4 separate regions of the Mus musculus genome follow, and regions 1, 3 and 4 are each linked to region 2. The links are chromatin contacts, called in public ChIA-PET, Hi-C and promoter capture Hi-C maps. All regions are on one chromosome and are shown on one strand. Each heading gives the region's core, a stretch centred on a gene start, on an enhancer-like site or on the middle of the called end of the contact. The rest is flanking DNA. Distances are from core to core; before and after follow the strand shown.

The links. Promoter capture Hi-C pulls out the DNA fragments that hold promoters and counts their contacts. A called contact is a pair of places that touch in the nucleus more often than the background predicts. ChIA-PET counts read pairs in DNA pulled down with a chosen protein or histone mark.
Region 1: a Hi-C map of Th1 cells shows a contact between it and region 2, with 2.4 times the contacts expected there. The contact joins the enhancer-like site here to the promoter of Cfap70 in region 2. A contact is called at or near these places in 7 of 39 promoter capture datasets (the C10 cell line, the HPC-7 cell line, cranial neural crest and 3 more), 1 of 15 datasets of contacts at CTCF or cohesin (large pre-B cells), 5 of 484 Hi-C or Micro-C datasets (the HPC-7 cell line, Sertoli cells, Th1 cells and 2 more), 10 of 115 datasets of contacts at active chromatin or transcription factors (the 230-238 cell line, the NIH/3T3 cell line, the SCID.adh cell line and 4 more) and 3 of 9 other capture datasets (adipose tissue, liver and pancreatic islet).
Region 3: an RNA polymerase II ChIA-PET map of memory CD8 T cells shows a contact between it and region 2, with 305 read pairs. The contact joins the enhancer-like site here to the promoter of Cfap70 in region 2. A contact is called at or near these places in 5 of 39 promoter capture datasets (cranial neural crest, embryonic stem cells, fetal liver and 2 more), 4 of 484 Hi-C or Micro-C datasets (the AML12 cell line, LSK cells, cortical neurons and 1 more), 8 of 115 datasets of contacts at active chromatin or transcription factors (the SCID.adh cell line, bone marrow-derived macrophages, embryonic forebrain and 3 more) and 3 of 9 other capture datasets (adipose tissue, liver and pancreatic islet).
Region 4: a contact with region 2 is called in a promoter capture Hi-C map of embryonic stem cells, with 2.2 times the contacts expected there. The contact joins the enhancer-like site here to the promoter of Cfap70 in region 2. A contact is called at or near these places in 16 of 39 promoter capture datasets (the 3T3-L1 cell line, 3T3-L1-derived adipocytes, the C10 cell line and 9 more), 1 of 484 Hi-C or Micro-C datasets (trophoblast stem cells), 2 of 115 datasets of contacts at active chromatin or transcription factors (bone marrow-derived macrophages and embryonic stem cells) and 3 of 9 other capture datasets (adipose tissue, liver and pancreatic islet).

The regions. Positions count from the first base shown.
Region 1 is chr14:20,335,908-20,342,325 of GRCm38.p6, reverse strand. Ecd (ecdysoneless cell cycle regulator) reads left to right here. Exons shown (of 14, transcript NM_027475.3): 4 at 3,830-3,917; 5 at 4,019-4,197; 6 at 5,252-5,444; 7 at 6,129-6,257. Among named protein-coding and RNA genes, the nearest start is that of Ecd, 9.0 kb to the left of the region's middle. Within about 2 kb of position 2,030, at least 21 of the 459 cell types and tissues checked have an H3K27ac peak or open chromatin away from gene starts, as enhancers often do. A contact at or near this core is called in Th1 cells, embryonic stem cells and epiblast stem cells, where this site is marked.
Region 2 is chr14:20,447,956-20,453,866 of GRCm38.p6, reverse strand. Cfap70 (cilia and flagella associated protein 70) reads left to right here and starts at 1,642. Exons shown (of 29, transcript NM_029698.1): 1 at 1,642-1,665; 2 at 5,210-5,312. The coding sequence starts at 5,250.
Region 3 is chr14:20,374,617-20,380,644 of GRCm38.p6, reverse strand. Fam149b (family with sequence similarity 149, member B) reads right to left here. Exons shown (of 14, transcript NM_001024512.2): 9 at 5,032-5,135; 10 at 2,646-2,870; 11 at 2,122-2,245; 12 at 1,762-1,881. Among named protein-coding and RNA genes, the nearest start is that of Gm30054, 8.3 kb to the right of the region's middle. Within about 2 kb of position 1,769, at least 108 of the 459 cell types and tissues checked have an H3K27ac peak or open chromatin away from gene starts, as enhancers often do. A contact at or near this core is called in memory CD8 T cells, where this site is marked.
Region 4 is chr14:20,563,342-20,569,336 of GRCm38.p6, reverse strand. Usp54 (ubiquitin specific peptidase 54) reads left to right here. Exons shown (of 21, transcript NM_030180.2): 16 at 3,275-3,394; 17 at 4,274-4,469. 1810062O18Rik (RIKEN cDNA 1810062O18 gene) reads right to left here. Exons shown (of 6, transcript NR_033571.1): 3 at 4,498-4,556; 4 at 4,290-4,326. Among named protein-coding and RNA genes, the nearest start is that of Ppp3cb, 20 kb to the right of the region's middle. Within about 2 kb of position 3,431, at least 29 of the 459 cell types and tissues checked have an H3K27ac peak or open chromatin away from gene starts, as enhancers often do. A contact at or near this core is called in pancreatic islet, where this site is marked.

The sequences.
Region 1 (6,418 bases), core at 781-3,280, 110 kb after region 2:
CAGCCCCCACTCCCACTGTTGGGAGTCCCCCAAGAACACCAAGCTATACAACCATAACATAGATGCAGAGGACTCAGATCACACAGGCTCCTTGGCTGTTGGTTCAGTCTCTGTGAGCCCTATGAGTTCTGGTTAGTTAACTGTGTGAGTTCTCTTGTGGTCCTCAACCCGTCTGGCTTCTATAATCCTTTCTCCTCCAAGCTCTGCCTAATGCTCTTCTGTGGGTCTGTGCATCTGCTCCCATCTGTGCTAGGTGAAGCCTCTCTGATGATGACTGGGCTAGGTTACGGTCTATGAGTATAGCAGAATATCATTACAAATCATTTTATTGCCTTTTTTAAAATGGCTATTCATATTTGGTTTTATCCTAGATCTCTGGGCTATCCAGCCTCTGATTCCTGGCCCTCCAGGCAATGTCAGGTGTGGGCCACCTCTTGTGGAGTGGGTCTCAGGTTGGGCCAGTTATTGGTTGACTGCTTTTACAAGTTCTGCACTACCTTTACCCCAGCGCATTTTGTAGGCAGAACAAACTATACTTTGAAGGTTTTGTGGCTGAGTTGGTGCCCCAGCCCCTTCACTAGAAGCCTTGCCTGGTCACAGAAGATGGTTCCGTATCTCCCACTACGAAGAGTGTTCTCTAGCATCACCTCTGTAAATCCCAGACAGATTCTAGCGCACTAGGTTTCTACCTCACCACTGCAGTGCCCCTCAATTGCAGTTGTCTCCCCCAGTAGTCTCTCCCTCCACCCCCTGACTTGATCCCTCCTGTTCCTATCCCTACCTGCCCCCAGTCCACAATCCTCATGAACTTTTAATGTGTATGAAAAAAAGTTCTAACTTGGTGTACACCTTTAATCCTGGCACTTAATGGGCAAAGGTAGTTGGATCTCTGCTAGTTCAAGGCAAGTCTGGTCTACATAGCAAGTTCCAGGCCAGCCAGGAATCTGTGTGTGAATGTGTGTGTGTACATCTATGTATGTATGTACACACACACACACACACACACACACACACCCCTATTGAGTCTTCTTGATGTCAGCACTATGGACACCTTTTTAAGGACATAGTTACTCTAGTTACCCATCAGAGATACTGAAGGATTATTTGCATTGGCCATTTCCACTGGTTGGCAGGGAAGCTTATCCACTAATGGCTTCTGTGGATTCCACTGTGACACGTTTCTTACAAGACGCGGCTCATTTCAACCTGAAGCTTCACCTCCTGTCAGCCTCCCTGAAAGCCACGCCCCCGAAAGCCACGCCCCCGAAAGCCACACCTCATTTTTCTCTTCTGGTTTCACTTTCACCACATCCAGATCTTCATTTTTAATCTTTTCTGTATATTTACTCTGTTCTGAGTTACTGGATTGTAAGGATTAAAAAAAATAAACCAAGAATCTCTGTGTACAACATTCTTACCCTGAGTCCATGTACAGCCAGTCCAAGTGATCTGCACACTTGGCCTGACAGTGTAATAATGTAGTCTCGGTAATATATGTTTCACAGACTTCTATAATATTTTCTCTCTTATTGACTAATGGTTTTTCTTTTCCTCCTTCTTCTCTTCTTCCTTTTTTTCTTTTCCCCCTCCTCCCTTCTTCCTCTTCTTTCTCCTCCTCCTCCTCCTCTTTTTCTTTTTGTTTTGTTTTTGTTTGTTTGTTTGTTTGTTTGTTTTTCAAGACAGGGTTTCTTTGTGTAATAGCTCTGGCTGTCCTTGCTTTGTAGACCAGGCTGGCCTCAAACTCATAGAGATCCGTCTCCCAAGTGTTGTCCTTAAAGGTGTGTACCGCCACACCTGGCCAATGATACACTTTTTAAGGAGTCATACACAGAAATTTAAGAGAAGTCAGTATGGGAAGCTAAACAGGTGCTATGTTATAATCTGTTCTAAAAAGCAGCTAGTTCTCTGTAGTTACCTACCGGTGCCAGCAGAGGGCACTAAAGTAGAAAATGCACCTTGTGTACCCTGTGTCCTCTAACTTCAACAACCTTCAAGTTACATCACCCCCTGTTACCTGTGTCCTGCCAACTCTGTTGTACACCACGTGCTGTGATTAGAGGTGTGCACCGTCAGGGCCCAGCCAGAAAGATCAGTGTGAAGTGAACACCCAGCGCTGTGCCGTTTGACCCTTAGGAATTCCGATTATAGATGATTCGCTACCTTTACCTTTTCTTTTCTTTTTGTGAGATGACATCTTGCTTCTTGTTGTGTTGCTCAGGCTGGTTGGAACCCCTGGGATTAAGCTGTATTCCCTCTTAATCCTTCAGATAGCAAGGACTGCAGTTTTTGTAATGTTTTCAGCTTATTTTCTAAACTTTACATTTGTGCTTGATTGACAAACAAAAGATTATATACACTTTCTTTGTAATGTGTGTTTTGAAATATATATACATCATAGAATGGCTAAATTGAGCCCATTGACGACATATGCATTACCTTCCATTTTTTGTGTGTTTAAATTTAAAAAAAGACAGAAATACTTGTTTTATGTTCCTACCAGATTGACCTTTCTAAAGGAAAGTTCTAACTATTTTGCTAACCCCACTCTAAAATACCTTTTTTTTTTCTTTTTTAAAAAAATTTTGTCTGTGAAGTATAGCACATGCTCACTCATGGGTTCTCGTGGTAGGATTGCTTTTTAAGTCTTGTTCTGTATGAGTCACCACCCCCCAAATAACACAACTCCGTAACTCTAGTTCTCAGGGGCCCAGCGCCCTCTTATGGCCTCTGTGGACACTGCACACACATGATGCACATACACACTTACAGGCAAAATATATATAATAAAACTAGTTTAAAATGTTGAATACTAGTATTACTGGGTGTGTTTGCGTGCGTGTGCAGGATATCTGGGGGAAAGGAGCCCTGAGTACACAGTGCAGATGTAGGTCCTCAGGATAACTCTCTGGAGTTTCTTCCTTCCATCCTTTTGTGGGTTCCTGGGATCAGCTACAGGTTGCTATGCCTGTGCAGCAGGTGCCTTCTCCAGCTTCCCACTCTAACTTTATACATCCAAAAAAACCTTAGCCATGTGACGTTGTTACTCAAAAATTAAAAATAGATGAGACAAAAAATAATCTTTGTAGATTCAAGTAACGCTTTGTACATAAAGGTCTTCCTAGTTACACTTATAAGTAGCCCTCCCCCCCCCAGAGCCTTTTGGTACTTATGTATTTCCATATTTCTGTCTAACATAGTACTTTGATTTTCTCATTAGTGTCTCTTAATCTCCTTACAATCTTATGGTTTCATATAGGCTTTTCCTGTATTTTTTTTAATTATTTATTTTATGTATGTGAGTACACTGTAGCTATCTTCAGACACACTAGAAGAGGGCATCAGATCCCATTATAGTGCTGGGAATTGAACTCAGGGCCTCTGGAAAAGCAGTGCCCTTAACCGCTGAGCCATCTCTCTAGGCCTTTCCTGTATGTTTTAAGATTTATTTTTATTGTTTTCAGGTGTGTGTGTGTGTGTGTGTGTGTGTGTGTGTGTGTGTATGTATGTATGTATGTAGAGGTTATACTTGTGAGTGGGAGCCAGATTATGAGATGTCATGAAGCTGGATTTCCAGGCCTTTGTGAGCTGCCTGATATGGGGCTGTGAGCTAAGCCTGGGTCCTGTGCAAGAACAGAGCACGTTCTTAATTGCTGAGCCATTTACCAGCCCTACTTGACTATATGTTAAACTTTGCTTTTTTTTTTTTTTTTTTTTTTTGCAATCTGTACGTAGTATATACTTAAGATTTTTCTGAGAAGAAGGGGAAAATGTATTTGATTGAAGCTGTTCATGTTCTGTGAATGTGAAAATGGGTCTTCTGTTTCACTAGGGTTGAAGACAATGATGGTGAGTTCCTGTTAATAGAAGCGGCCGACTTTCTCCCTAAGTGGTTGGACCCTGATAACAGTGCCAACAGGGTAAGTACACCCAGGCTTAGAGAACGCAGAGATGCTGCGTCATTTCCTGTGTCCCCAGGCTTCCTGGAGACCGTGAAGACACTAAGGTTGCCATTTTGCAGGTGTTTTTTCATCATGGGGAGCTGTGCATTATTCCTGTGCCGAGGAAATCTGAAAGGATACCATGGTTACCCATGACACCACCAACAATCCAGCAAGCTTTGAGTATAATCTCGGCACACCCAGAAGCTGTTTTGGCTTCAGAATCTATACAAGCTGCTGTGGACAGGCGCGTCAGTGGGTAAGAAAGGGAGCACGGAGACTCTTAGCTGAGGAGCGTTTTGGTTCAATGCAGCACAGGCTTTTATTTGCACACAGAATTCCTTCAGCCTAGGTCAATGCTCATCTGCACTTTACTGACGTCACTGTTCATGAAACTGACAGTTAAATTTATGGAATTTAAAATCAGAAAACAGGTTGACTGATGGGTTGACTGGCTGACTGAATGAGATAGGGTCTTGTTATGTTGCCCAGGCTAGTTTTGAACCCCCTGGTCTCATGCTAACTCTTTCCTCAACCTCCTGAGCAGCTGTGGCTCCAGGAGTGTCACTGTCCCTGACTTAGATGTAGTTTGCCTTTCCATCCAAAAGTATCTTTTCTTTTATTTACCTTACTTAGGTGTCAAGCAAAGTATAGTCTATGAAAATTTGAGATTGGGGCTGGAGACATGGCTTCATGGTTAAGCACACTGGCTGCTATTCCCAAAGATCTGAGTTCAATTCCCATCACACGTATGGCCACTCATTACTGTCTGCAACTCCAGTCCCATGAAATCCCAACACGCTCTTCTGGCCTCAGTGGGTACTGGGCATACAGATACATATGGGCAAAACATTCATACGCATAAAATAATAAATTTTAAAAGATAAAATAAAAATTGAGATTTTTATAGATAAAAACCTAAAGAAGACAATACAATACAATACGTTTGGCTTTTTGTTTTATTGTTTTTTGGTTCTGGAGTGTCTATATGATTCTTTGACCTGTATGGAACCCTTTAGGCTTCATTTTTAAGAGAAGAGAAGTCCCAATAGCTCTTTGGTTCCAAGCATTGTCTTACTAACACTACAGATCTTTTAAAGCTAGATGTGCTAGCTCACACCTTTAATCCTAGCACCGTGGAATAAGAGGCAGGAGGATCTCAGTGAGTTCCAGGCCAGCCTGGTCTACAAAACAAGTTCCTGGCTAGCCATAAGTACCTAGTAAGACCCTGAAAAAAAATCTTGATATTTACATAAAAGATAAATATATATAAAAAGAACATATAACATAAAAGCAATTGCTACTTGTCGCAGGTACCCAGAAAGGGTCGAAGCATCCCTCCATCGAGCACACTGCTTCCTTCCAGCCGGCATTGTGGCGGTGCTCAAGCAACAGCCCAGGCTGCTGTCGGCAGCCGTCCAGGCCTTCTACCTACGGGACCCCATTGACCTAAGAGCCTGTCGTGTCTTCAAGACATTTTTGCCTGAAACACGAATAATGGCCTCGGTGAGATATCTTTCTTGGTCATTTAGTTTTTCTTATACTTTTACTAGTTCTCTTAGAAAGTTAGTGCTTGCTGCGCGTGGTGGCGCATGCCTTTAATCCAAGCACTCGGGAGGCAGAGGCAGGCAGATTTCTGAGTTGGAGGCCAGCCTGGTCTACAGAGTGAGTTCCAGGACAGCCAGGGCTACACAGAGAAACCCTGTCTCGAAAAACCAAAAAAAAAAAAAAAAAAAAAAAGAAAGAAAAGAAAGTTAGTGCTCCTTCTTTTTTCTAAAGAAACCCGAACACCAAGTGCAGGGATGTGAAGAAACGCCTCACTTCGTAGCTGAGGTCATATGGACTATGTTTTCCCTACTTTTGTATTTATTTCCTCCTTAGCAATAAAACATTTCATCTCTTAATTGTTATCTTCCACCCCTCTTAAGTTGCCATAATGTAATTAAAGATAATTCATTTAGTGCCAACTCCAAAGTGGGCAGTAGGGTAAGCTTCATAGTATGTGAATGTATATCTCACTAGCACTTTATGAGAACAAGCAGAAGTGATGGGCTGCACCCTCGCTGCGCTTCCCCTATGGATAGGTGAGCTTGAAGCCCACGAGTGGACCGATTGTTATATTAACTATGAAACGATATTCAAAACTCAATTTCAGGAAAAGACTCACATATTTTGTATCCCAATGCCCAGGTCACTTTCACGAAATGTCTGTACGCACAGCTGGTACAGCAGAAGTTTGTGCCAGACCGGCGGAGTGGATACGGGCTCCCACCTCCATCACATCCCCAGTACCGAGCTTATGAACTGGGCATGAAGTTGGTAATGTTGAACAAGAAAACTACCTAACTTCTTTCTTTTTTCTTCTTCTCTCCCTCCTTCCCTCCTTCCCCCACTTTCTTCCCTTCCTTCCTTCTCTAATGTGGAGGAGCTTTAAGGGCTGGAGAAACGGCTTAGGCACTACAAGTACACACTGCTCTTGC
Region 2 (5,911 bases), core at 393-2,892:
AATATTTTGTTATGTATTTACATACCACAGTTTTGTGTGTGCGTACACATACATTCACGTGAGCGTTGTTACATATGCATTCATGAAGTGCCATATATACCACAGTGTGTAGAGGTCAGAGCACAACCTTGTTTTGAGATGGTCCCTTCTCAACTGCTCTGCATGCCACCTCTCTGACTTGATCTTCAAGAGTCCCCAGTCCCTACTTCCCATCCTGATGTAATTTGCAGGGATGGCGGACACGCGCTCAGCTTCACATGCCCTCTTGTGCCTTGATCTCAGATCCCCACTGCTCCATAGCGAGCGCCTGAGTTGTCTGCGTCCCTGCAAGTAAGACTGAATAAGTGAATTGGTTCACCGAGCTGGACTTGGTCGACCTGCGTGCTCTTTACCTCCTTGGGTTGTCTTGGCCATCTTGTTCAAATCTGTTGGTCAGGATTGTTAGGTGTGTACTTGTCACTCTTGATTCGTTTCCTTTGGCCTGTATTATCTGTCCTTGTTCCTTAATACTTTATAGGCCAATCCTTCTATAGGACATTATGAAATAGGGAAGTGTGAATCCTCTTAATTTCTGACAAAGTCAGTAGTGTTTATTTTAAAGACTTATGTTTTGAATTATGTGTGTGAATATGTGTCTTTGTGTGGTATATGCACATGGATGCAGGTGGCCGTGAAGACTAGAGGCATCAGGTGACCTGGGGGTCCCCTAGAACTAGAGTCACTTCTGAGCCACCCAGCGTGGGTGCTGTGAACCAGGCTTGGGCCTCTGCCAGAGCACGTCACACTCTTGTGGCCTGTCACACCAGCCTGTCAGTTACGATTTTGATAGCAATTGCTTAGACCTTGTACATATACTTCTGATTATATTATTAGATATGGCCATTGCTGGGGGCCAAACTTAGCGGTGTAGAGTGTGCTTTGCAAACACAGGAAGAACTTGGCTATGTGGCCCTATCTGGCCTGGAACTTGCTATGCATACCAAGTTGAGAATCAACTTTTTTTTTTTTTAAGATTTATTTTTGTTTCTTCCCTTTGCAAGCACTGACACTCACACCAGAAGGCGGCACTGGACCACTTGGGGCTGGAGTTGCCCCTTGTGTACTGGGAGTTGAGATTGGGCCCGCTGGAAGAGTGTAAGGTCTCCTAACTGCTGAACCGTCTACAGATCCAAGAGTCAGCATTTAAGGTACAGGTATTTTGAGAAAAGATCTAAATTACTAGTTTACTTTTCAAGGGCAGACGATTTTTATATTGCCCAGTATAGCCTCAAACACCCACTCAAGCAATCCTTAAGCAATCCTTTTTTGCCTCGGACTCCCAAGTAGCTAGAACTAGAGACAAGGGCCAGGGCACCCTGCTAAAATGGGAGTTGTTTAGTAAAGACTTTTTTTTTTTTTGGAGACATCTAAGGTTTCTTTCCTTAAAGTTCCTTTTAATTTTATCATTCTATTTTTTGTGGATAATGAAATTAATCGTAAAGGAAAAAGATTTGAAAGGTGGAAAGCTACATTTTAACCCAAACTTGCAAAGGAGAAACACCCAAGGGGCGTGGTTTTCAGAGCACAAGCCAAATTTGCAACCTCCTTCTTTGAGGTGGGGAAAAAACAAGTTCTCGCGAGAGCTAGCTGGTTGCTATAGTTACAGAAAACCAGCGTCTGCCTCAGGTAAGCCAGTAACTCCCTTTTAGGGGCTATAGGTGAAGCTGTTGCTCCCACTCCCCAGATCTTTTTTTCTAGGATTCTGAGCTCTTTCCCTACAGCTAAGACCAGGTTGAAGTTCTCGCTCAGCCCAGCTGTGCCCAAGATCCGGCTTCATCCAGAGCTGGATCCAGTCCCATCTCCTTACTCTATGCTATCCCCAAGTCGATTGGTAGCTGTCCTGCCTCTGAGCCTGTGACTAGAAATGGACGCCTTGTTGAGGGCAAGAACAATAGTTGGGCATTCATGCAAGGTCACAGTTACTCAGTAGGAAAGTCGCCAGTCTCCACGGCTGGGACTGTGGATCTGGTTCTGTGAAGTGTCTGCACCGCGTGCGTGAGGCTCTTATCTGCTTAGCACTGCAAGGTAAACCACCACAGCGCCATCCTCGTAAACAAAACCAATGTCCCGGACAGAGAACGAGCTGAATTCACAGCCACGGCGACTGTTTCTGAGTTGGAGACAATCTTCATCGACTATGAAATGTTCAAAGTGAATGAATAGCCTTGGTAGCTGCTTTAAGAAAGATGATCAGAAGAGAATAAGACAGTGAATGTGAGGGTTCCAAAGTGATTATATGCATACGCTGGGGCAGGGAGGGAGGCACCCTAAGCCAGACCACAGACTAGACTTGCCTGAAACTCACTCTCTTCTTTCTATCTGTGTGGCATATGTGAAGGCTTTAGAGTGTGCCAAGGCATAATTGAAAGCTAGTTCCCTCCCCACTCCCCAGTCATCTGTCAGACTGGCTGCCACAAAGCTTACACCTCTTGGTCTATCAACATATCTCTCTTCCTCACTAGACTTGGGGGCTTATATCTCCTCAGCATCTGTCCCTGTCCCTAACTTAATGCAGTTTTAAATGATTTTGACAGAAATGGAATGGATTAGAATAAAACACTTAGACTCAAAGGTGTATTTGTTTGGCACAAGGAACCCAGATGAGCTAGCTCATATGGTACAGATCCCTAATACATACTTGATAAGAACATTGCCAGTGCCACTGAGGCCCTGAAAGGGCCTGGAAGCATTTGGGTGACAAGTCAGGCTTTTAGGCAAGGGCAAGACTGAGGGAGTCACTGGGAAATGGCATGGTGACTGTGAAGTCTGAAGGCATTACCTGTCCCACATGGATGCACACAGTATGCACAGATGCACAGGTCCTCAGAGATATGTTCTACTTCAGATTTCAAATTTATTTTCAGTAAACACACAAAACAAATCTACGACAGATCTACATATCTCAGTCCTTGTACTTAATTTAGATTCTTTCTCCCATTTGCCTGACTTTTCTCTTCCCTTCCCTTCCCTCCCTCAACCCCAAACAGTCCCACATCTGCTTTCCTGTAATGTGTGTTTAAACCTAGGTGCTGCCTAGGGGAGGGAAGATGTGGTATTTGTCTCTTTTCCCTTGCATTATCCTTCTTTATCCCTCCTCCCTTTGTACCCTCCTTCTACACACCCACTTCTATCTCTTGTCATGTATATATTACATATTTAAATATAAATACTTCATATGAGAGAAAATACACAGATTTGTCTTTCTGAATCTAAGTTCATTATTCTTTACACTTTACTGTATATATAATATATATGGTTCTTTTTTGTATTTCTTCTTCTTTTTTTTTTTCTTCTCAAGACAGGGTTTCTCTGTATAGCCCTGATTGTCCTGGACCTCACTCTGTAGACCAAGCTGGCCTCAAACTCAGAAATCCTCCTGCCTCTGCCTCCCACGTGCTGGGATTAAAGGAGTGTGCCACCACTATCTGGCTAATGTATATGGTTCTTATATAATATTTTCTCCATTCGTCTTGTGAGCTTCCAGGCTGGTTCCATACCTTGGTTCTTGTGAATAGTGATACAATGGACATGAGGTACAAATGTCTCTGTGTATGATGGATAATATGACAATTTTATTTCTTCCTTTTTCATATGTATGGGTGTTTTGCGCGAATGTATGTCTGTGCACCACATAACATCTCTGGTGTCCTTGGAGGTCAGAAGAGGGCATCAGATCCAGTGGATCTGGAATTTACAGAGAGTTGTGAGCCACCATGTAGGTGCTGGGATGGACCCTGAGTTCCCAGAAGAGCAGCCGGTGCTCTTCACCCTCAGCCATGTCTCTCACTTGCCATTATTACTTTTGTGAGGAACCTCCATATGGATTTTCATAGTGGCTGTGCTAGTTTACTTTCCTGGCAGTGGTGTGCAAGGCTTTTCCTCATCATATTTCACTTTGGATTGAAGTAGAAAACCCAATCTTTAAGATGAGTGAGTGAGAGAGAGAGAGAGAGAGAGAGAGAGAGAGAGAGAGAGAGAGAGAGGCGTGCAGGGGGAGGAGGAGGGATGGTTCCCTTGGCAGTCCTTACACAGTGTGCATCCCTGAAGGCCGGGATTCCACCCCTAGCACAGCATACTCTTAAATAATCCCAGGAGGTAGAGGTAGGGGAAATTAGGAGTTCAAAATCAGCCTTAGCTATCTTAGTTTCTTTTTTGTTTTTGTGGTTTTTTCTTTGAACTGTGATAGAATACTCTGACAGTGGTGACTTACGGTGGAAAGGCTTGTTCTTAGCCCACAGTTCCAGGTTACAGTCCATCATGGTGGTGAACCTAGTCACACTTGTCAGCCATCAAAGAGAAGCGTGTGCTGCGGCTAGTGCTCAGCTGGCTTTCTCTCTTCATACAGGAGCCCAAGGCCAGGGAGTGGAGCCCCCAAGACGAGGGAGTGGAGCCCCACCGGAGCTCAGTCTCTCCACTTCAGCATGACCAAAACTAGCTCCTACAGGCACACAACTTCAGGAGTGTAGAGAGTTCTCAAGCTGACAGTACTAACTTTCACAGGGCTAGCCTAGGCTATATGAGATCCTGTCTCAAAACAAGCATACATTTATTATCTATCTGTCTGTCTGTCTATCTATCTATCTATCTATCTATCTATCTATCTATCTATCTATCTATCTATCTGGTGGGAAGGGTTTGTCTGTGTAGCCCTGGGTGACTGGTTTTGAACTCACTATGTAGACCAGGTTGCCCTAGAACTCACAATCCTCCAGCCTCAGCTTCCTGCATGTCAAAGTTACAGGGGTATATGCTGTCACACCTGGACAACAGTTTAGCTTTGAAATTGTCTGTAAAAGTATTTGAAAATATCGATGTAGAGACCTAAGCCTTTGCCGTTCCAAGTTTCCATAGACCTGGGACATAATCTTGGAAGGGAGCCTCCCATACGTGGGAACGTGGGTGGAAGGAACAGTGAGTGATGGCCGTCCCAGTCTCTGCCTTCTGATCATTTGCATTTCATGGACCACTTATGTGTTGAGGGACTTTTAACATCAATTAGTGGAGCCAGGCCTATGGCGACTTCCTGTCCAGCAGCCGAGGTGGCAAAGAGTGGGCTAAAAAGTGGGTTAAGCAGGGATAAGCAATGCTAGCCTGTAATGTGTCTGCAGCTCCTGTGGTCCTGGGTACGATGTTGTCCACGAGGAAACAAACTCATCTGTTATCTTCATAGAGGCCAAAGAAGACCAGAGAGACTTTGACCAAGTGCAGACATGGACCAGACGTCAAGCACAACGAAAATTGTGCACATTACTGTGACAAATGGATATGATTTGGTAAATTGACTCTTGAAAGCCCAGAGTCCCTATTTAGAGCACGGGGACTGGGGGGGTGGGGGTGGGGCAAGACCAAAGTTCTGTGTAATCTCCCTCTAAGCAGAGTGAGCTTCTCAAGGTGTTCCGTGGTGGTAGTCTGTACTCTGCGAGTCATCTTGCGGCATGTCTAGAATAGAATACCTGGCCTTTTGAATGCTAAATTTAGCAAGGTTTAAACAAATCATTTCTGTTTTGCTATGTAATTTCTTCCCCCTTACCCTTTCTTCTGAGACAGAGGTTCACTAGCTGAGCCTCCCTCAAATTCACAGCAATCCTTCAGTTTCAACCTCCTAGTTGCTGAAATTACAGCTCAAGCCACACCATCTGACTTAGAATTCCTTTCTTCTGAAAAGGATCTAAACTATTCCTGCATTCTCCATCTGAGTAATCTCATTTCAGGATCTCAAATAATAGACCTCTAATAACCACTAAGAATTAGGTGAATAATAAAATGGGAAAATATTCAATGTCCTGAAGTTTACAGAGCTGTTGTTTAAAAGGGCATAGTTAATAAGTTGTTTGTTTAATAATGCACATATAAAAATATATACATGTTAACG
Region 3 (6,028 bases), core at 520-3,019, 73 kb after region 2:
GCCTAAGGCTCAGCACGCATACTTTCAGTTATATCGAGCTGCTACTTAATCTTTATGGTAGGACATGGGGAAAATGATGCTAAGGCAGGCAATTTTTACTGTTATAATAAACTTATTTTTTAAAGAGACTTTGAAGTGTTTTCATATGTTCAGTTTTATTCCTAAGGCAACTAAAATTAAATTTTGAAAGGAAAGAACATATAGAACATAAACACGGCTTAACAAATGTTCTGACTCTAATTATGAGACCGTTCAGATGCTCTTAGGCTTCCAGGATTTACAGTGAACCTATGGGCCAGGGCTTCGTTTCTCTTTTGGCTTTTTCTGTGCCTTTCCGCCTAACTCAAGCGTCAGGAAATTCTGAGTTGAATAGTGCCCTTCAAAACTCACATCATCTTGGAACTTGTGAATGTGACTATTTTTGGAAACCCATTTCTTCGCATGAGTAATCAAGGTGAACTACTGTTTTAGAGTGGACTATAAATTCAATGGCTGCTATCTTTTCATTTTTATTTTATTGTAATAAACATGTTGACTGCATGTATCACCAGGAAGTTACATTGTGAGCTGCCATGTGGGTGCTGAGAATCGAAAACACAATTTTTTAACCATTTAGCTAGCTCTAACCCCAAATGTCTTAACCACTGAGCTAGCTCTCTAACCCCAACTGTTTTTAAAATTACTTCCTCTTTGTGCCTATGAGCAGTGTGAGTGTGTGCCCACACGAGTGCACATGGCAGGGTCCCACCTTTGGTGTGGTTCTCAGGAGCTGCCCACCTTGTTTTGGCAACAGGGTTTCTCACTGAGATCTGGGGTTTATCTATTAGGCTAGGCTGCCCAAGCATTGCAGGCAACCACAGAAGCTTTAGAGAGGCAAGAAAGGTTCGCTAAAGCTTACAGAGAGCTCCCAGTTTCTGTTACTGTAAGAGTGATACATTTCTGTTGTTTTGGCTGCCCACGTTGTGGTCATTTGTTGTGGGAACCCTGTAAAACATAGAAATACAAGCTCCCACCACTGTTAGTAGATGGTCCAAGGGTCAGGTTGGGTACATGAGCTACAGATGTTGCCATTCTGCAAACTGGAGCAGGACACAGAATCCCTGGCTAAGCACTCGGTGTGAGCTCAATCATTTCCCTGTGCTTGGCAAGCCCTCTTGCCACAAAGCAGATGAGGTAGGAACCACGTACTGACCTACAGGTGTGCAAGGTCACATGGCCCCAGTCCTCAGGAATTTTTCAAGTACTTCCTTAAAAGTAAAAGGGCTTGTAAGTGCACGACAATTGAGAAGGCAAGCGTCAGCATTTAACACAGCCATCAGAAAGAGGGTCAACTCAGCTCACACTCCGAGTCCTCCACCTGACCCCACTTTACTGTGTAAAGTGTACAGGAGCAGGGAGGACAGCACAGGCAGGTAGAGCAGGGGGCAGTGGTGCTTGTAGTGTGCTTATGTTCAGAGTATGCTGCTGAGATTTTTATTTTATAAGTAGGGCATTTTACCACCAAAAGAATGAGGCAGGGCACCACTTAGAATTTTAGGAAGATATACCTAGAATGGTATTTTATCATTAGAACATCCAACTATTTGAGTTAATCAAGCCACTAGATAAGTCCTAAGTTTGCCAAACATACCCCCCCCCTTCTTTCCCAAATTATCAAAGACAAATAGGAGCTTGAGGCAGGATTAGGAGTTCAAGAGCAGCATGGGCTGTCTGAGACACTGTGTCAACCCCTCCAAACCAGATAAACAGGAAGCACTTTACCAGAAACGACTGAGTTGTGTTGGGTCTAGAGAAGACAGGCAAAAGGAGCCTCTCTTGGGGCTGCTGGTTAGGCTCGTCTACCACTGCACTTCGGGCTCGGCTGGAGTCACCATGGGATTTCTGCAGAGGAGACGAAAGTCACAGAAACAGCTGTGTCCTGGGAGCTGCACCTGTTCCATAGTAACCCTGGCCCAACATCAGCTGCTGTGGTACCCACTCCTAAGCAGCTCCAACTTCGCTGCCATGGCCTAGAACCCGGTTTGTTTTTGTCAGAGGAGAGTGTGGTTCAAGGTAAGTCCTACAGAACTACTGCTGGTGAGAGCTCAGAGTAAGCCCGGGAAGGCGGGGTGAAAGGCTTACTGTTGGCCGCTGTGGCCCCATGGCGCTCAGGTGTTCTACTTCAACTGTTCCAATAGGTGGCAGCAGATTGTTCCGACCCAAGGTCATTGGAGAGGGAGAAGACAGTGTGTCTGCTGTCACTGGACTGAAGATCCCAGCAGCAAAACCGATATGCAAAAGTAAAGTTGTAACAACACAAAGTGATGAGAAACTTAGTAAAGTCAGTGTGCTCAGGAGGCTTGAAGCCACCCAGATTTTCAGAATAGGGGCAGCAAAGAGGGATTTTTCCCTTTCTCTCTTAAATTTCACAAATATAACTCTTCAGCTGTATCAACAGAATAATCTCATCCAGTTTTGTATTTCACCAAAACTTAAGTAAAACTCTGAGTTGGACTAAACCTGCAGACAGCACACTGTATGACTGCGTGGTCTTAGTTTTGGGCACAGCCTCAGTCTAGTCTTCTACTGAAGCCTGTTCTATGACGATTCTCACAATTACTGACACTAGCTTTACCAGGTTCCCAGAGTCTGCATTTGAAACCTACACCCGGGGTCCTCTGAGGATTTCTTCTACAGGCCATGGTGTTCCAGCGCGTGAGTGGCTTGTGCTGATCGGATGAAGGGTACGTGGTGGGGGATTGCGCCTCCTGGCAGACTGCGTTGTATATGACAAAGATGATGTACTAAGCTCCATGGCACGGTTTGGCCAATTTCGGTTTGAAAGGACGGAACTGGACCCAGGCCTCGTAAGTAGCTTGTCATCAAGATCTCTAGTGGCAAAATCAGAAACCCACAATGAAAATCACTATGTAGAAGAAGACAGGGCTCAGGGTAAAGAGCCTGAGACATTCAGGGAAGAAAAGGGCAAACTGGCTTCCAGAAGCTTACCTAAGATTCAGAGTGAGAGGCTGTTTTTAAGATGTGGGGGCTTGTTACACAGCCTAGGCCAGGCTGGAATTTGAGATCCTTCTGCTGGCCTGTCAAGTGCATGGATTGTAGTGTGTCTGTCCATGACAATGACCTGTTTTAACTCTAGCTTCCTAGGATGGAGATTTGGGAAAGCGCCCATGACCCACTTGCACAGTCACTTGTTCAGTTCTAGGAAAGGCAAGGCTGACTCAGTGCTTCTGACTCAGGGGCCTACAGGATGGGAAGCACTTTCTGAGCTGACAAAGTATCTTCAGGGTTAGATACTGAGGCGTCACTGTAGCTCTCATTCTCATATTGAGGATAGTGAGTTAAGTTGGCGGGGATCCAAAACCCTCCTCTGAGTTCTGTGGACACTGCACACATGGTGGAAACAAACCATTTAAACACACAGATAAGAGAAACGTCTAAACTGCTGGCTCATTGGAACCTAATTACAGTTTAGTCTGGAGCCTTGAAGCTGGGAACAATCAAAAGGTCCCAGCCACATGCTGCCCAATAGGAGCAGAGCAGTGGATCCCTGCAGGAAGTAGCTGCTCTCCATCAATGTCCCACTCTGTCGCCTCCTCTTCTGTCTGTGGGTTCAACTGCCATCTCTTGCTAGGTGACCTTTAAGTCAGTCGCCGAATCTGGTCTCTTCCACATTCTCTCTAGGTGGCCCATTACTCAAAACAGAACCCAAAAGAAACTCATATTTCCCATAAAACAAATGTCCTGAGCTTGGAATTCATGTTTTTACTTTGATTCCTGTTGCTACATTATCTGCTATTCCCCGTCCTTCGTCCTCCTTTGAATGGTGGGGATGGAATGCTTGAGAGAGATCACGAGCTCCGCTGTGATCCTGCACTAGTGCTGACTGCAGACCCCACAGCTCTTGCCTGAGTTCTGGTGTGTTCCTTACTCTCCGTTCCTTCTGACTGGAGTCTGCCTCAGCCCCTAATGCATGGTCCCCAGATGAAGCTAGCTTTGCTGGTGAGACTGTTGGGTACTTTGGCAGTTTCTCAAATATTAAGCACACACCTGTTTGGCATCTTCTTGCTTCTAGGTATTGACTCAAGAGAAATATGACTATATGTCCTCAAAAATGACCTATGCAAAATACATATAGTGCCTTTCTGCATAGTAAACCCAACCCAGAGGTAACCTAGTGAACACAGCGTAAATTATGATGCCCAATTACAGTGGTCATGTACAACACATGGACAAGTACCAATGTGACATTCACAGCTGATCACATTTATTCATAAATAATAATCTAACAATATTGTCGATGATCTTTGATTGGAAGCATTGAAGTTCTAAAAAAATTACTTTTTTGTGAGCCAGATGTGTTGGTGTATGCCTTTAATTCTACAACTCAGGAGGCAGAAACAGGTGGATCTGAGTAGAGGCCATCCTAGTCTATAGAGTGAGTTCCAGGACAGCCAAAGCTACATAGAGAAACAGTCTCTCCCCCGCCCCCACAAAAAATTCCTTTTCTGTGTGTGGGCATGCACATGTCAGTGTGTGTGTGTGGTCGGAGAATACTTCTTTGAAAGCCAGTTTCCTTCCATCATGTAGGTCCCCAGAACCAAACTCAGGTTGTCAGGCTTGGTAGTGGGCACCTATAGTCACTAAGCGATCCCTCTGGCCACCAAGCACTTAAGTTCTGACATCTTACACTTCTAAACCAAAACGGTCTGCTTCTTCCTAAGTATTTAATAATTCCCATCTCCAACTCTTGATCATCTGAATCCCTAGACACAGACTCATCAGAGAGTCTTCTCCTTTGGGACTACACAGCACTCCATCCGGGCAGCTCTCACGTGACTCTTAGCCACACGAGGCTGTATGAGGACAGGTCGGGTACCCAGTTACCAGTTCTCAGGCAGAGAGACCTTGCCCCTTAAATGTGTTCTCCCTGGATGTGTCTGGCACTTGGCGGCGCAGAGATAACCGAGCTGCTTTCCCTTTTCCTCAGCATTCTACTTAAGCTCTGAATGTGTTCCAACTTGAGCTTCTTACAGGAGCTTGTCCATCAGGGAGAGATTCCTTGGCTGTAGAGGCATCCCATGAATCAAGAGGCCACTCACGTTTGGCTGATGACCGCTTGCTTGACAGAAACTCATCTATGTCAAAAGCAGACAGTGGTTGGTGAAGATACCTGCTCGATTTGCTAAGTTTGCAAAGTTAGTGTTTCCAGTTAGGTTATTTATCCATCCCCCGCCTTGTGCCTTAACTTTTAGAAGAGTTGGCCAGTAGCCCCCAGAGGGCACTGTCAAGAGAACAGGGTTCTTTGTTGTTCTGTATTTCTAAGTGAAAGCTCATCAATTCAGATGAGAGCACTTAATGGTCACTCTCAGGGGAGAGAGGAACATTATTATTGCTTACAAGGGAAAAGAAAACCTGAATAGTAAATCACAAGCAAAATTTGGAACAATAGAAAAAATAAGTGCCAGAGGCAGGCGGATTTCTGAGTTCGAGGCTAGCCTGGTCTACAAAGTGAGTTCCAGGACAGCCAGGGCTACACAGAGAAACCCTGTCTCGCAAAACCAAAAAAAAAAAAAAAAAAATAAGTGCAAAGTAATGGTCTTTTTTATCTGCGCATGTCCTGAACTCTTACTTACTTTTAACTAGCCTGGAGCACTGGTTCCAGTCACTGTTCTTTCTGAGTTTTCTTTCTCTTTCTCTCTCTTTCTCTCTCTCTCTCTCTCTCTCTCTCTCTCTCTCTCTTTTTGGTTGGTTGGTTGGGCTTTTTTGCTTTTGTATTTTTAAATTTTTATGACAGTGTCTCTCTGTGTTGCACAGGCTGGCTTGAAGCGATGGCTCAGGTAATCTTCCTGTACCAGCCATCTGACAGTAGCCAGAAGTTCAAGGTGCATGTCTCCCCATGGCCTATTTAATAACCTAAATTCCAGTTGTTCTAATGTCACCTCTTTTGTCTTAAATATTTTTTCCTTCTTTCTCTCAAAAACTAGCAGTAACCACTTCTAATCCCAGCACTTGAGAAGCTGAGGCAGGG
Region 4 (5,995 bases), core at 2,182-4,681, 110 kb before region 2:
GCCAAGAGACTAGTCTTCGAGTTTAACAGCTTGAGGTAATCTTCTTTCTATAGGCTTTGAAAGATTTACCTAAGTTTTACTTTCTCTAAAATGAATGTATTGCTCTTATTACTCAGAATCTGCTGATCAAACAGCACGAAGTCATGAGCGAGTGCCCTGGACTGGCTGCTTTTTCTGAGCTCCTTCCATATTTAAAGCAACTTTTTTGGACTAAGTAGTCTCAGTTAAGGAAAGCTTTTCTTCTAACCTTACTATGGTCTTTTCTGTTCTTTTTTTTTTCTTTTTGTGATATTGGAGATGGAACTCAGGGCCTCACACTTGCCAGGGTCTCTATAGCTGAGCCACCCCAAACCCTCACCCCTCTGCCCTGACCTCACACTTGCCAGAGTCTCCTGAGCCACCCCAGCCCCTACCCTCACCCCACTGCCCTGACCTCATACTTACCAGGTCTCCTGAGCCACCCCAGCCCCCACCCTCACCCCACTGCCCTGACCTCACACTTGCCAGGGTCTCCTGAGCCACCCCAGCCCCCACCCTCACCCCACTGCCCTGACCTCACACTTGCCAGGGTCTCTATGGCTGAGCCAGTCACCTGCCCCCTACTTTCTTTTGATTCAGGACAATTTTTGCCTTCTATTTCTCACGTTATTTGTTGTGCTTGTTTCAAAATGAATTTTAAAGCTTGGTGTGGTGGCACAGACCTTTAGTTCCAGCACGTAGAAGGTAAGGCAGAGCAAGATCTCTGAGTTCAAGGCTAGTCTGGTTTACAGGACTAGTTCCAGGGGAGCCAGCGAAGAGAAACCCTGTCTCAAAACCAAACCAATCAACCAAGCAAACAGACAAAACCAAAAAGAAAAGGGCTTTAAAATTTCAATTCCTCTTAGCTGTTTCTATATTCAGTAATCGATTTTTCATTTTGAACTCAAGTCTTAATAGTTTGATGTTCCAGTTTTATATTGTTCCGTGTTTGTATGTTTGTATGTGTACAGGTGCACATGTATGTTTGAGTGCATGTGGAAACCAGAGGGCATCCTTAGATGTTGTATACCTTTTTTTCTTCATTTCCTGGGACATGTTCTTTATTCTAAGTGAGTGGCCAGTCTGGTTGGCTAGGGAACGTCAGGGCACATGTATCCCTGCTACCCCAGTGCTGGGTACAAGTGGACACGCCTACCTGCCTTTATTCAGTGTACTTGGGAATGAAACTCAGGCCCTCATGCTTGCAAGACAAATGCTTCATCACTCCAGCTTCCTCCTCATCCATTTTACCTCCTCCCCCCCTTTTTTTTTTGGAGACCAGATTTCATCACTCTTGAGCCTTGGCTGACCCAGAGCTCGCTTTGTAGATCAGGTTGTCCTCACATGTATGGTGAGATGACAGGCATGCGCCACTATTCCTTAGTTTAAAGTTTATATTTCTACTGAAAGAGGGATCTTGTCATCTTTGACCTTGTCCTTTCCTTTCTCTCTTAGTGACACCATGCATTAGAGTTGAACAGGAATCCTGATCATTGTGTTTCATTATCAGTTTTTGATAAGCTCTGGTATAGCCTCATCAAAGAGAGTACAGCCTGGAGTGCAGAGATTCTAGATGATTAAGATTTAAATATGCTATACTACTCAGTAACTATAATTTGCCTAGATCTTTGTAAAGTTGAGAACTTTTACATGCCTGGGCCTCAGAAGTGCTGGGATTATATGTGTATACCTCCATGCCTAGCCCTTCTTTTCTTTCAAGCTACCACCTCTAATTCTAGATGTTTAGACTCAGTTGATTACAATCATAATGAAAGAACTTTGGGTTCAGGGCTGGGGGAAATCAGAGATGTAGAGATGGGATAGAAATTGACTACCAAGGTTTTCAGAACCAACCTACTTTCCACTGTCTTTGCTTTCTAAAAGCTAACTGCTGTAGAAATTGAATTTGTTATGGTTCTGACAGAGCCTTTCTTACCATTGACGTCTGTAGGTGAATGAGGATAAAGCAAGGGTGTTGTGATGAAGAAAAATAACTCAGGCAGTGGTGGCGCACGCCTTTAATCCCAGCACCTGGGAGGCAGAGGCAGGCGGATTTCTGAGTTCGAGGCCAGACTGGTCTACAGAGTGAGTTCCAGGACAGCCAGGGCTACACAGAGAAACCCTGTCTCTAAAATCCAAAAACAAAAACAAACAAACAAAAAACCCCCAAACCTTAGACTTTTTATCCCAGTCATTTTATTTCTTTTCTGTTGTTTTGAGATTTTGAGATACAATCTCATTATGTAGCCATGAAGTATCTGGCTTCTACCTTGCTGTATAGCTCAGGGATCCTCCTCCTTCCACCTCCAGAGTAATGGGGATAACAGGCATGTGCCGTCATACCTGGCTTGACATTTCAATCTTGCAGCCCCTGTGACCATGTGAAAGCTCAATGTCAATTCCATTTGTAAGTGAAGTAACTTTATAACTTCCTACCAGCTTATGTTAGAGATGACTAGAAGGTGAGGCTCTCTGATGGTCCTTCACAAAGTGTCTTTACTGTACATCTTAGTCCATTCATCTGTCACTGTTCCTGGACTCCTCTTTTGTATCTCCTTTGACCCATGTGCACTTTGGGAGTTGGGGGGAATACTCTATGTTGTTATATGAGAAGTGGATCATCATCCTTTTAGAGATGGATACTTTTGGTGAGTGAGGCATGATCAAGGTAAAAACTTTTCATTGCTAAAGAAAGGCCAGTCCATGTAACAACAAATGAAGTTCAATGCTATGGTAGATTTATTGAAGTAGAAACTGTAGACCACCTCAAGCCCAAGAAGTGTACTGACAGCAGCGTGGTGAAGAGGGAATTGAAGCTATATTAGAAGTGGCAAGGGTGATGTTCCACAGAATCGTAAGCCATGCTTACAGCATGTAAGCAGTAAGTCTGGGGTAGCTGACATTTGACAAGGTATGTCCTGGTATTTTGTGGTGGCAGTTCAGTTCTAGGCACGAGAGTTCTGTTGCTACTATGGACAACACTTTGTTCTTTCCTTGAAAGGAGGTATTAGAGCTGGGATAGTAGTATGGCAGTCATGGTATTCCCACCCCCACCTTTTCCTGGCCTTGGTTAGATTTCAGTTAAGGCAAAAATGGATTCCTTAGTTGTTCTAAAGCCTTCTTAATAGCAATGGGCAGGTAGATAAAAAGTAGACCAGAGGCTTAACAACAAGGATCTGTGTCCCAAAGAGAAGAAGCAGTACAGAGGAGAAGTTGGAATTAACTATAATAAAAATGAAAGTGCTGGCCCTTTCAGGGAGGAGTGACGGCTTTGAAAGGTCCTTGCAAGAGGCAAATTCAATATTTGAAGAGTCGCTGCATCTGGAACAAAAGGGAGACTGTGCTGCAGCTCTGGCTCTGTGTAACGAAGCTATCTGTAAGTAACTCAACTGCTACTGGCTATGGCGTTTCCCGACTAACTCCACAATAGGAACTAGTGTTGTCATGCAGATGGCCATAGGGACAGTTTTTAATGTCTCTTGTGTTCCCGGGGAGGCCAATTAGCTATCTTTCCCCTTCAGATTTCAAAATGTACCTTGTGGTGCCACTGTGGTCTGTGGACATTTACTGGAACAACCTCAACAGGAAACCACAGATGAATTCTAACCCAAATAGTTAGACTTCAGATATGAGGTTAGCCTACTCTTTCTCTAGTCCCTGACTAATGAGTAGGCCAACTGAAGAAACTGGCTCTGACTCCCTAGGTAGTAACTTTTCATTGTAATACTCTATTCTTTTTGTTCTTCTCCTGCCTTTCTGGTATGCAGTACCATACTGTAACAGCAAGGGGTTCAGGCTAAGAATTGGTACCTGACTCTTAAATATGACTCCATGAAGCTGTGCTCTGTAAAGACGGGTGCAGGTTTGGACCTTATTTTTTTGTCATTGGCCATCAGAAAGGGGGAACTGGGAGCAGAGTGTGGAGACCGGAGTCAAACAGGTCAGTGAGAAGACGAGAGTGGCAACCTCACGTGCTAGTTTATCTTCCTGCTCTTTAAGTTTTGTTTGATTTTCTTTAGTGTTTTGTTTGTTTAAGTTTTAATTAATGTGTTTGGTCTCCTGGCTTTCATGAATGTTTCCTGAGCCAGAGCTGGTTCTGCGCTCTTGACAGCGCATGCACAGTCCATGCCTTGCATTCCTGCTGCTACATATTTTGTTTTACCGCCTATCTTTGCTTAGTTTTAGTTTAGTTTTTGTTCTTTTATTTTTGTTTGTATTTTGTGTTGTTTCTGCTATATTTTCTTTTGCATTTTAGCTAAACTAAGACTTACCCTGCATGATGCCAGCTCTAGCACGCACAGCAGAGCCCTAGTCGATAAGAAGTTGCAAATCAGTATTCGAAAAGCACGAAGCCTTCAGGATCGCATGCAGCAACAAGCATCATCGCAGCAGCCGGTGCAGCCCTCAGCCTCTCTCCCATCACAGGGGGGCGCCCTCCCTCAGCCGACAAGGTAGTGCTTGAGAACCACATTAGCTTACGGATAGCAGGGGAGGCAGTGTCCATGGGTACGCCATAGCACGAACTCTTCTCTTCTTCACTACCAGGGAAAAGAGAAAAACCTTATATGACTAAGGTTCTCTTCTCTAAGGTCAGACACACAAAAGCTCATTTCACAGATGGTCCTTTCATTAATAATTCCTAGAAAGATGCAAATAAGTACAAAATAACAAGCTATCCAAATTTCCTGGATTTGTGTAGCAATATGATTATTATAGTTGTATTTATTATGTTCTTAAACATGGAATCTGATTGTACCCTTCATGTTGTTGTAGTAACTGTTTAATTTGGGATTTCAATATTTACCATCCTCACAGAGAAAATAACCAGTTTTTCTTACTTTGATTAAACCGTAGGGAAGAGACACAAAGATTTTCTTTGTTTGCTTCTCTAAGGTCAGGACAAGGAGAAAGTCCCAAGAGGTACTGGGATAGTTCCCACATTTTAGGGGTATAAATATAACTATAATAAAAGTAGATAACTTTTTCTCTCTGCGTGTGTGTGTGTGTGTGTGTGTGTGTGTGTTTTCCTGGGAATAAAATCCAGGAACTTGTATATACTATACTACTAGGCAAGCGTTCTACTAGTAAGCTACACGTTCTCTGCCTCGTTTGTTGGTCTTTTAACTATTAGCTTCATTATGCTTGTTAAAATTTTTGAACATTTGCCTGGGTTCAGGTCAGAGGCAAGCATTTTCTGTTTTATTTATTACCTGATGAGATAGTAGCTGCTATCGAGCATACGTTCTAAATAAGGAAGCTTGTAGAGAGGATAGTTAGTTAGCTAATAAGTGGTAGAAGTATAGAATTCAGATACAAATCCGTTTTACTGTCAATGTTGCATCCCTTCCCCCCCCCCCCCTTTTCTAGACTAACTAGGCTCTGCAATGCCTTGAACTCCTGATATTTCTTTTTGCCTCTGGAGTGCTAGTATTACAGGCCTGTTAAACACTACTCAGGTTTATTCAGTTCCGTGGATTGAACCCAAGGCATCCTGCATGTTGGGCCAGCACTCTACCAATTGAACTACATCACTAGGCCAAGTTTTGATTAAATTACCACAATCATGTTACAAGAGTGACTGGATGACTAAAGCTACAAACATTTGGGGTATACAGATTCATATTATCTAAAATGTCTTGAGACTAAAAGTAAGTCTCTATCTATCTGTCCCTGTCTATCTTTTATCCATCAGTCTCTGCCTTTCTTTGTCTCTCTGTCTTTGCTTCTCTCTGTCTCTGTCTTTCTGTCTCTCCCCCCTTCCCTTCCTTCCTTCCACTTCTTCCCCTCTGTCTTTTTCTCTTTATTTTTTGAGATATGGTTGCTTAGCTGGCCTGGGACTTGGTAGGTAGACTGTATAGGCCTCAGAACTCACTACAGTCTTCCTGCCCTTGGTTCCTAAATGCCAGGATTAGAGGTTTGCACTGCCGTACCCAGCTCAGATTTAATTTTTTTTTCTTCTTTCAGATTTTGGAACACT